2 separate regions of the Anas platyrhynchos genome follow, and region 1 is linked to region 2. The links are chromatin contacts, called in public Hi-C maps. All regions are on one chromosome and are shown on one strand. Each heading gives the region's core, a stretch centred on a gene start, on an enhancer-like site or on the middle of the called end of the contact. The rest is flanking DNA. Distances are from core to core; before and after follow the strand shown.

Region 1 (3,881 bases), core at 76-2,575, 110 kb before region 2:
GGTGCACAAAAAGAGAATTTTCCCCCTTTCTGGGCTGTGATTTTAAGCTGGGAGAGCGTGGGACCGGGTCAAGAACCACAGATGCTGGTTGGCAGCGGGATGAGGGTTTCTCTGCTGGAAGGGAGCAGCCCTAAGTGCCTTACACGGGGCATTTAGGGGCAGGCAGGGAGCAGCCCCAGCCCGCCGGGCTCCGCGGGTTCCCGCAGGTCCTACCCCCACCTAGCGGCTGCTCCCAGCCTCGCCGCGACACCGGGGGACAGCAGAGCACCCGTTTTCGGGAGCGACACCCCGGCAGGTGGCCCCAACCCGGGGGACATCCCGCAAAAAGCGCCACGAAACACGCGTGGCCTCGGAGCCGCGGGGGCTGCCTCCAGGACCGTGGGCTGCACGGACAGACCAGCCCTAAAACAGCTTGGTAGCCCTGAAACCGCCTTGCCTGGAGGTGTAGCTGGCTGGCCCAGCTTTTTGTCCCACATTTGGGATGTGCTGGATTAGATCTGGTGAGCAAAATGGGCCACGGGCTGCATGGCTGCATCTGCACACCCCAGCATCAAACATCCCTGCTCCTGCCAGCACCCAGACAAATCCACCTCCTCCTCCAGCCCTCCGGGTGGTGAGGGGGGTTTTGAGCTGCGGAGACTTGGGGGTTTTCTGAACACCATTTTTGCACACAGGAAAGAGAAGCACCACCACCATCACCGCCCCGTGCTGAGCTTCCCTTCCAGCAGCTGGAAATGGAGGTTCGGATCTTTCTCAACACTGGGCAGGCCGCTGGGGAAGAAAATGACATCATTTGGCACAGCACAAGCCCATCTTGTTAGGAGAAACAAAAGATCAGTGGATGTAACCCAGCAAAAGAAAAAAAAAAAATACTCATTTGTTGGCCAAGATTTGCTTTACATTTTTTACAAACCCCTGCGAGTCTCTGTGCTATAACAAACTGCTCCAGGACCTCCTTGCTGCTCTGCCCCCTTGCAAATCCTTCAGCCAGCCCTGAGCCACAAGGGTTGTCCCAGCAGCTGATTCAACCACCCTCCCTTTATTTTAAATGCTCACAAACCAATAGCCCTTCACAACACCCAGCACGAGGTGATGGGAGGAGGTAGGAAGACACAGGGATGGAGGCAGGAATGTGTCTTTTGGTGCCGATACGGCCCTAGACCGGGTGAAGCCGAGTGTGAAACCCCATCCTAAAGCCCCGACGGCTACCAGAGGGGAGCAATGCCCCCCAAAACAGCTCGGCCTCGCTGCACCCCGTGGCCTCCTCTCGGCTTCCCTCAGCTCCCAGGGCCTCCAGCGGCTTTTATGAACCAGGTGGCTCCGAAAGCCACTAGATGGCACCAGCTGTGTGCCCTTCCAGCCCCGTCTGTCCCCAGGGCGCTGGGGGAGGCTGCCAGCACAGCCCCTTGGTGCAGAGCGAGAGGCCTCAGCAAGTGCCTCTGCAGCCTCCTGCTGCCCCCACAGCCGTGGATGTGCTGGGGTGAAGGCAAACATTTAAGAGGTTCCTTAAAATCAGGCTGAGCAAGCTTCAGCGATGTGCCAGCTATTTCCACGGGGAAATTAGCCAGGTTAGCATTTGCTGCACTCCCTCGTGTGTCCCTGTCCCCACCCGTGGGTCAGACACCGCTCCCCAGCTGGGTGCTGGACAGCCCCGAAGACGGGTGAGGGTTTTTCTGGACAGCGTTGGTCAGTGCATGAGTGTCCAGCATCATCAGACTTCTCCTGGGAGGGCATAGGCAATGGAATAAAACCCAATTTACTATAAAATTTGGCAGCCGGCAAGCAACTGTGTGTCATGGTTTGGGGGATTTATTCTCACTGTGCACATTTGCTATGCAACAGAAGCCGGCATGTCCCAAATCCTCAGCCCTACCTGCTTTTTCACTGTCATGCCCTCCCTGCACCGTCACACACCCTTGGCAAAGCTGCTTGGTAAACTGGGGAAGCACAGGTGGCACCTCAGCAAATGTCAGGCCTTTCCCTAGACCTTGCAGCGTAATTAATGAGTGTTTGTTTTCCACTGCCTTCAGCATCAAGCACGGAAGGTGACCCTTTGAGACGGGATCTCAAATAACGGGGTGGCTGGCGAGGCTCTGCTGCGTGCAGCACTTCAAAGCGGCCAAACCCAAGCCCGGGGCAGTGTGGGGGCTTGGGTGAGAAATCATTGCTCACCTTGTGGGCAGGAGCAGAGAGGCAGTGATGGCAAGCAACTCTGTGAGAAGCCAGAGCATCAAACCACCAGGAGCAGCATGGCATTCATTTGGGAATGTCAGGGCTCACAGCGAAGTGGGTTAAAATCCCCACAGCATGAGGGAAATCACTCAGTCCCCATCCTCACAGCCTTCCCTTCCCTGCCTGACCTCCCCAGGCAGTTTCCCCTCTGCTCTCCCCTTCTGTGTGACCCAGGACCCCCCACTGCCTCCCCTCCCGAGACCCCTGGGGGCCTCCCCACACACCATCTGCTCGCTCCTGGAGGCTTGCGGGTGGCCGAGGATGTTCCTCCCTCACCATCTGCTGGGCCCCCCTCTCCCCATCCTCTCCCCAGAGAGCGCCCCAGGTCAAAAAAACCTCCCACATGCCACCAGAGCTCGACCTCGTGCACAAATCTCCTCGCCCCAGGTTGTCTTTCTGAACTGAAGCCTTTATTTGCTCTGTCCACGACTTAATGCCATGCACAGGGTGGAGAAATTTGCCATTAAGAAACCGCACGGAAAGGGGTGTTCATTCTACACACACGTGCAGAGCAGGAGATGCCACCTGGACACCACACGCCGGTGGAAAGCCAGGCATCCCCGAGGGCTCCCAGCCCCGGCCAGCCAGCGGAAAATACCCTTTGGTGCCTGTGAATGTCAAACCCAGGAGATGCATGCAGCAATCAAAACGTCTGTGGCAGGAATCTTTCAAGTGCGGTGGAATTATTTTTAGACCAGACGCGATCAAAATGTCAGAGGGGTTTTTATTTATTTCCTCTGGAAGGTTCGTTGATTGAAATTCCAATAAACACAGGCTGACTCTAATCCTGTTGTCACAAAGTTGGGGCTGTAATCACTTCCTGCCCTTGAAAAAATGTGCAATTAGGCAGCACAGGAGGATGAATGACCCGGCCTGCCTGACAGGGCCGTCACTGCTTCAAGCGCAGCACTGCACATGGTGACAGGCACCCACCACCCCACAAAGCCCTCCCGCACCCACCCTGCCAGGCTGCAGCTCCTCGCCAGCCTCACCGAGCCTTTCCATGTCCTGGACATGTGTAACTGAACCATGCAGGGCAGTTATAAAGCATGAGAGGTGCCTCAGTTGGGCCCTAGAAGCAGATGTGCAGTCAGGAAGGGCAGGCAGGCCATGGGCGTCCACCCAACGCTTTGGTCCTGCTTTTAATGACGGATTACTATGATGCCCAACTGAGAGCCCACAGTGCTTCCTGGTGATTCAGCCTGCTCCTTCCTGGGCCTGTGACTCACATGCTCAGCGCTGTGCCAGAAGCAATGCTCATGGCAATCAGAAACCTGCTCCTGCTCCCTCAGGTTCACAGGCCATGGCATGGCATGGCATGGCTCTACAAAGCATGGCAGTACCCACACAGGCCTGCACCAACCCACAGTCCCCAAGCCAGACATGTCCCCATCCTCACAAACCAGCCCCTCTTCTTGTTAAGCAAGAACCCCTTTTGGTGCCTGGAGATGAGGGGGAGAAACTGTGTTCGAACAGGACTCAGAAAAGCACCAGCACGTCTGAGGTAGCAGAGCTTTTTCGCTTGTTTACACGGCCAGAGAAGAGCAGGACAGTAATGACCTAAATTAACACAATAGCAAAGGAGGGCCTTGAACCAAATCCAGCTCGGAGGTTGTGGCCAGCCCATAGATAACTAGAAAGAAAACTTG
Region 2 (3,539 bases), core at 530-3,029:
ACCTTTTTATTTCTCGTTATATTCAAATCCAGTGAAATGTTGCCTCTTTTTTCCACCATTAAAAATGTTATATGATAATTGTAAAATAATCTTAAAATAGGGGGGTAATTTACTGTAAAATAGCAGTAAGAAATTCCTTGTCATAGCAGTGTGTTTAAAAACAACAACAACAAAAATTTGGGCCCTCTCCACAAAATAGTTATTTCATAGCCGATTGCTCAAAAGGAGCAGAGTTATCATAATGCTGATTTTTTTTTTATTGGATTCAGGCTCTCATTAAAAGAGTTTTGTATCAAAACAAGAAATGGTCAAGAAATTGATCTGGATTGTGAAGTTTAAACAATGTACTATTGTTAGGGTACTGTCAGCGAACTGACTGATAACTTATTTGTCGCCATGTATGCCAGTACAGTGTGTAAAAATGGCCATTACTGACACTCAAATTTATGGAAATTTTGTTTAATCTAGTTGCTTTTCCCATATAATCACATCAAATGATTGTATTTTATGAGTTGAGAAAATATGCTATTGTATTTTCCATTTAGGACAGAAAAAGCTAGTTTAGAGTAATAATCTAGTACTGTCAAGAATCAAGAAAATTGTGGGGTTTTTTTCCTAACAGAATTCCTTATAGAGTTAATACTTCTGCAACTAGCTAACTGATTAATAAGTTGCTTTCTCTTCCAGTGAAGTTATTTGAAGTCATTGAAACTGAAAAAACTCTCTATTTAATAATGGAATATGCGAGTGGGGGTAAGTACCTCTCTGCTGTGATGACAAATGTAAATAAATTGCCAAGTGGCAGAAAGCACTTTTTTTTTTCCCTTGAAGTTTTACCTTCCTGTTTATCAAATATTAATATTGTGGTAGGGTAAATTTTTTAAGCAACGTCTTTAATATTCTCAAGTTACTCATTCAGGCTCCTTAATTATAACTTGTAAAACTTCATTCCAAACTTACTGCAATTTAATAACATTTGTTTTGCTTTTACAACTTAAATTTTAACTGGAATCTTTGTTCAGCCTTTGATTGGTTCTATCTATAATAATAAATGTCAACCTTTCAAATTTTTTTGTATTAAGCTCCCTAGGACTGCTGTCTTGTCTTATATAAGATGCTTGGTTAAAAAAATAAAATAAAAAGAGAAACACTTTTATATTTTTAACTGTTGCTTTCAAAAGCATGAGTACTGAAACTTCTGTTTTTTTAAAGTTGATGACATTTGACATACCATAATCACAGACCTTCTACTGTCAAGAGTTATTAGGCTTAGCCTTATGTCCATTTCAGGAGGGACGTTGTGGAGGAACTTTAACATTTATTCCTGATTGCAGAGGAGGAAGAAAAAAAGACTGCATCATGCAGTGTCAGATAGCTCTGCTGAAACTAGAATTAAGATATTGGGGATTAAGTTACTCCTTGCTGGCTAAAACCTAATAGCCCACTGTTTGTCAGTGTGACTCTTCAGCATCAGCATCTGGGAATCGCCAATAGTTGAGGATTTTCTTCAGTTGTGGGAGGGAAATACAGTTTTTTCTTGTTGACAGTTTCAGCATTGAATTCTAACTCTGCTAGATTGTGTGAAGTTAATTCTTAAATCAGGTAAAGATCCTCTAACTGCCTCAGTTGTCTTCTAGCAGGTCCCTAAATGCTCCACCAAGCTTTGTCTAACCAGAACCAAGGCTGGTAAAACGCTGTTAGGATATTGGCTAGTGCATGTTTGTGAAGGCGTCTCCGTGCAGTTTGTTGGTGCTAGACTTAAAAGTGAAGTCTTGTTGCCATCTAGTGATTGGCCTCCACAAGGTAGAAGGGCCAACAGCGCTCTAAAGATCTTAGAATAATGGAGAAATGCGTGCAGGTCTGAAGGGCTGTGAGCAATGCCCTGTGCATGTGCAGTGTTGTGCAAGACAGGCATGGCCAGTGACCTGAGTGACAGGGATTGTTTTCCTTATTTCCTCCTTGAGATACTGGTCACACGTGAACTGTATAAATTATGTGGTTGGAGGATGAGAGACTGTATTCCTACAACTGCAACATTTGCCTAAGTTGCCTATATTTCTTTCTCTGGTATCGTTTTCCCCTGAATTATAAAGGCGTGTTCAGCTTTGCCCCTTCAAATTTTCTCAAGAAACAGCTGTGAAATACACCTGAGAGAATTTTCTGACTTGGGTATTAAATGTGCTACAGAGGAGAGCAAGACTATTTTGTAGAAAATCCTGACGCTCTCTCAGATAGCTCAGTTGTTGATTTTCCTGCTGTAAGACTCTTACATTTTTTTATTATTATTTAAAAGCAAACAAAAAACAAAACATCAAAAAAACACAGCTCTTTAGTACTACTTTATTCTCCTTTAGATGTCTGAACCATACACCATAGGGCTTGTTCAGAAGTGGTGTTTCTCTTGTGTGTCTTACCTATCTGATGCTTGTGGGATGGATTATCTCAGTGTCCTACTGGCCTCATTATTGAGAACTTCATTGCAGATACCTCTTCCAAGCTTAGGTTAGAACTAAGATTTCTGTGTTGGTTAGAACTCCTGTATACACACGTACAAAGAAAAATTCTGGTGCTGATATAACAATATGACAGATATCATCAGATGCTTTCATGTATGAGGCTAATTTTTGTGGTGCAAAAGATACTCATGTGAGAAAGTCTGTGAAGGGGTACAGGTCATCTTTATTTACAAAACAGAAGTATTGCTGCTCAGTTTTTGTCCTAAACAACTGGAAGGAAATGTTTCTGTCTGTATCCAGTCTTTCATTAAGCCTTATTGTTTTCTTGTGTAAGAGAGAACGTTGTAGTAAATTGTTTGTATTCACATCATTTACGCCTTGTTCTCTTGAGCTAACTTGTAATGTTAAACCTGAGATCAACTTGTAGCATAACCATGCAGTGAAGTTGCTGTGGGTAACTGCTCGAGAGGAACCTCTATATCCTGACACTGGCATTAACCTGTCTCATTATTGACTTGTAGGGGAGGTGTTTGACTATCTGGTTGCACATGGAAGAATGAAGGAAAAGGAGGCTAGAGCTAAATTTAGACAGGTATGTATAACATCCCTATACATCAGCTTCCTGCCCCCCCACACCCATTTTTAGTGGTGAAATGGGTAAAACAGCTGTCCTGTGTGTTTTACTCAGCATGGTGTGTGGACTTGTAGCACTGAGTAAGAAGAAACTTGGTTCCAGTCGTGCTTTGAAGGGGTTAGTAGTCCAGTCAGCAGTGCTAGCTTCCTTAGTGTTTGTGCCAGGGTGTCCAGGAGTGCCAGAACACAATGACTGCTTGATTTGGACATGGATTCTGTTCCAAAATTAATTTCCTCTGGGTTGATTTCACATATTCTACGTTCAGCTTGTCTGTAACCTTTTGGAAGTTGTTCAAGTGTAACGTGCTACAAACCAGGTCAGCAGCAAACACAGGCAGTGCCTGGTAGAGACACCCGTTTACAACCATGCACTTGCACAAAGAGATGCAATTTAACAGCTGTTCTAAAAAATAATAATAATTAAAAAAAAGTAATCTAGGCTTTCTTGTT

The links. A called contact is a pair of places that touch in the nucleus more often than the background predicts.
Region 1: a Hi-C map of subcutaneous adipose tissue shows a contact between it and region 2, with 2.8 times the contacts expected there. The contact joins two enhancer-like sites. A contact is called at or near these places in 4 of 8 Hi-C or Micro-C datasets (liver, skeletal muscle and subcutaneous adipose tissue).

What each region holds. Positions count from the first base shown.
Region 1 is chr5:10,847,170-10,851,050 of IASCAAS_PekinDuck_T2T, reverse strand. It overlaps LOC101792387 (exocyst complex component 3), which reads right to left. Exons shown (of 12, transcript XM_013103044.5): 12 at 2,939-3,881. Among named protein-coding and RNA genes, the nearest start is that of EIF5, 53 kb to the right of the region's middle. Within about 2 kb of position 1,325, at least 3 of the 8 cell types and tissues checked have an H3K27ac peak or open chromatin away from gene starts, as enhancers often do. A contact at or near this core is called in subcutaneous adipose tissue, where this site is marked.
Region 2 is chr5:10,733,036-10,736,574 of IASCAAS_PekinDuck_T2T, reverse strand. MARK3 (microtubule affinity regulating kinase 3) reads left to right here. Exons shown (of 19, transcript XM_038179241.2): 6 at 688-753; 7 at 2,978-3,048. Among named protein-coding and RNA genes, the nearest start is that of MARK3, 29 kb to the left of the region's middle. Within about 2 kb of position 1,779, at least 3 of the 8 cell types and tissues checked have an H3K27ac peak or open chromatin away from gene starts, as enhancers often do. A contact at or near this core is called in subcutaneous adipose tissue, where this site is marked.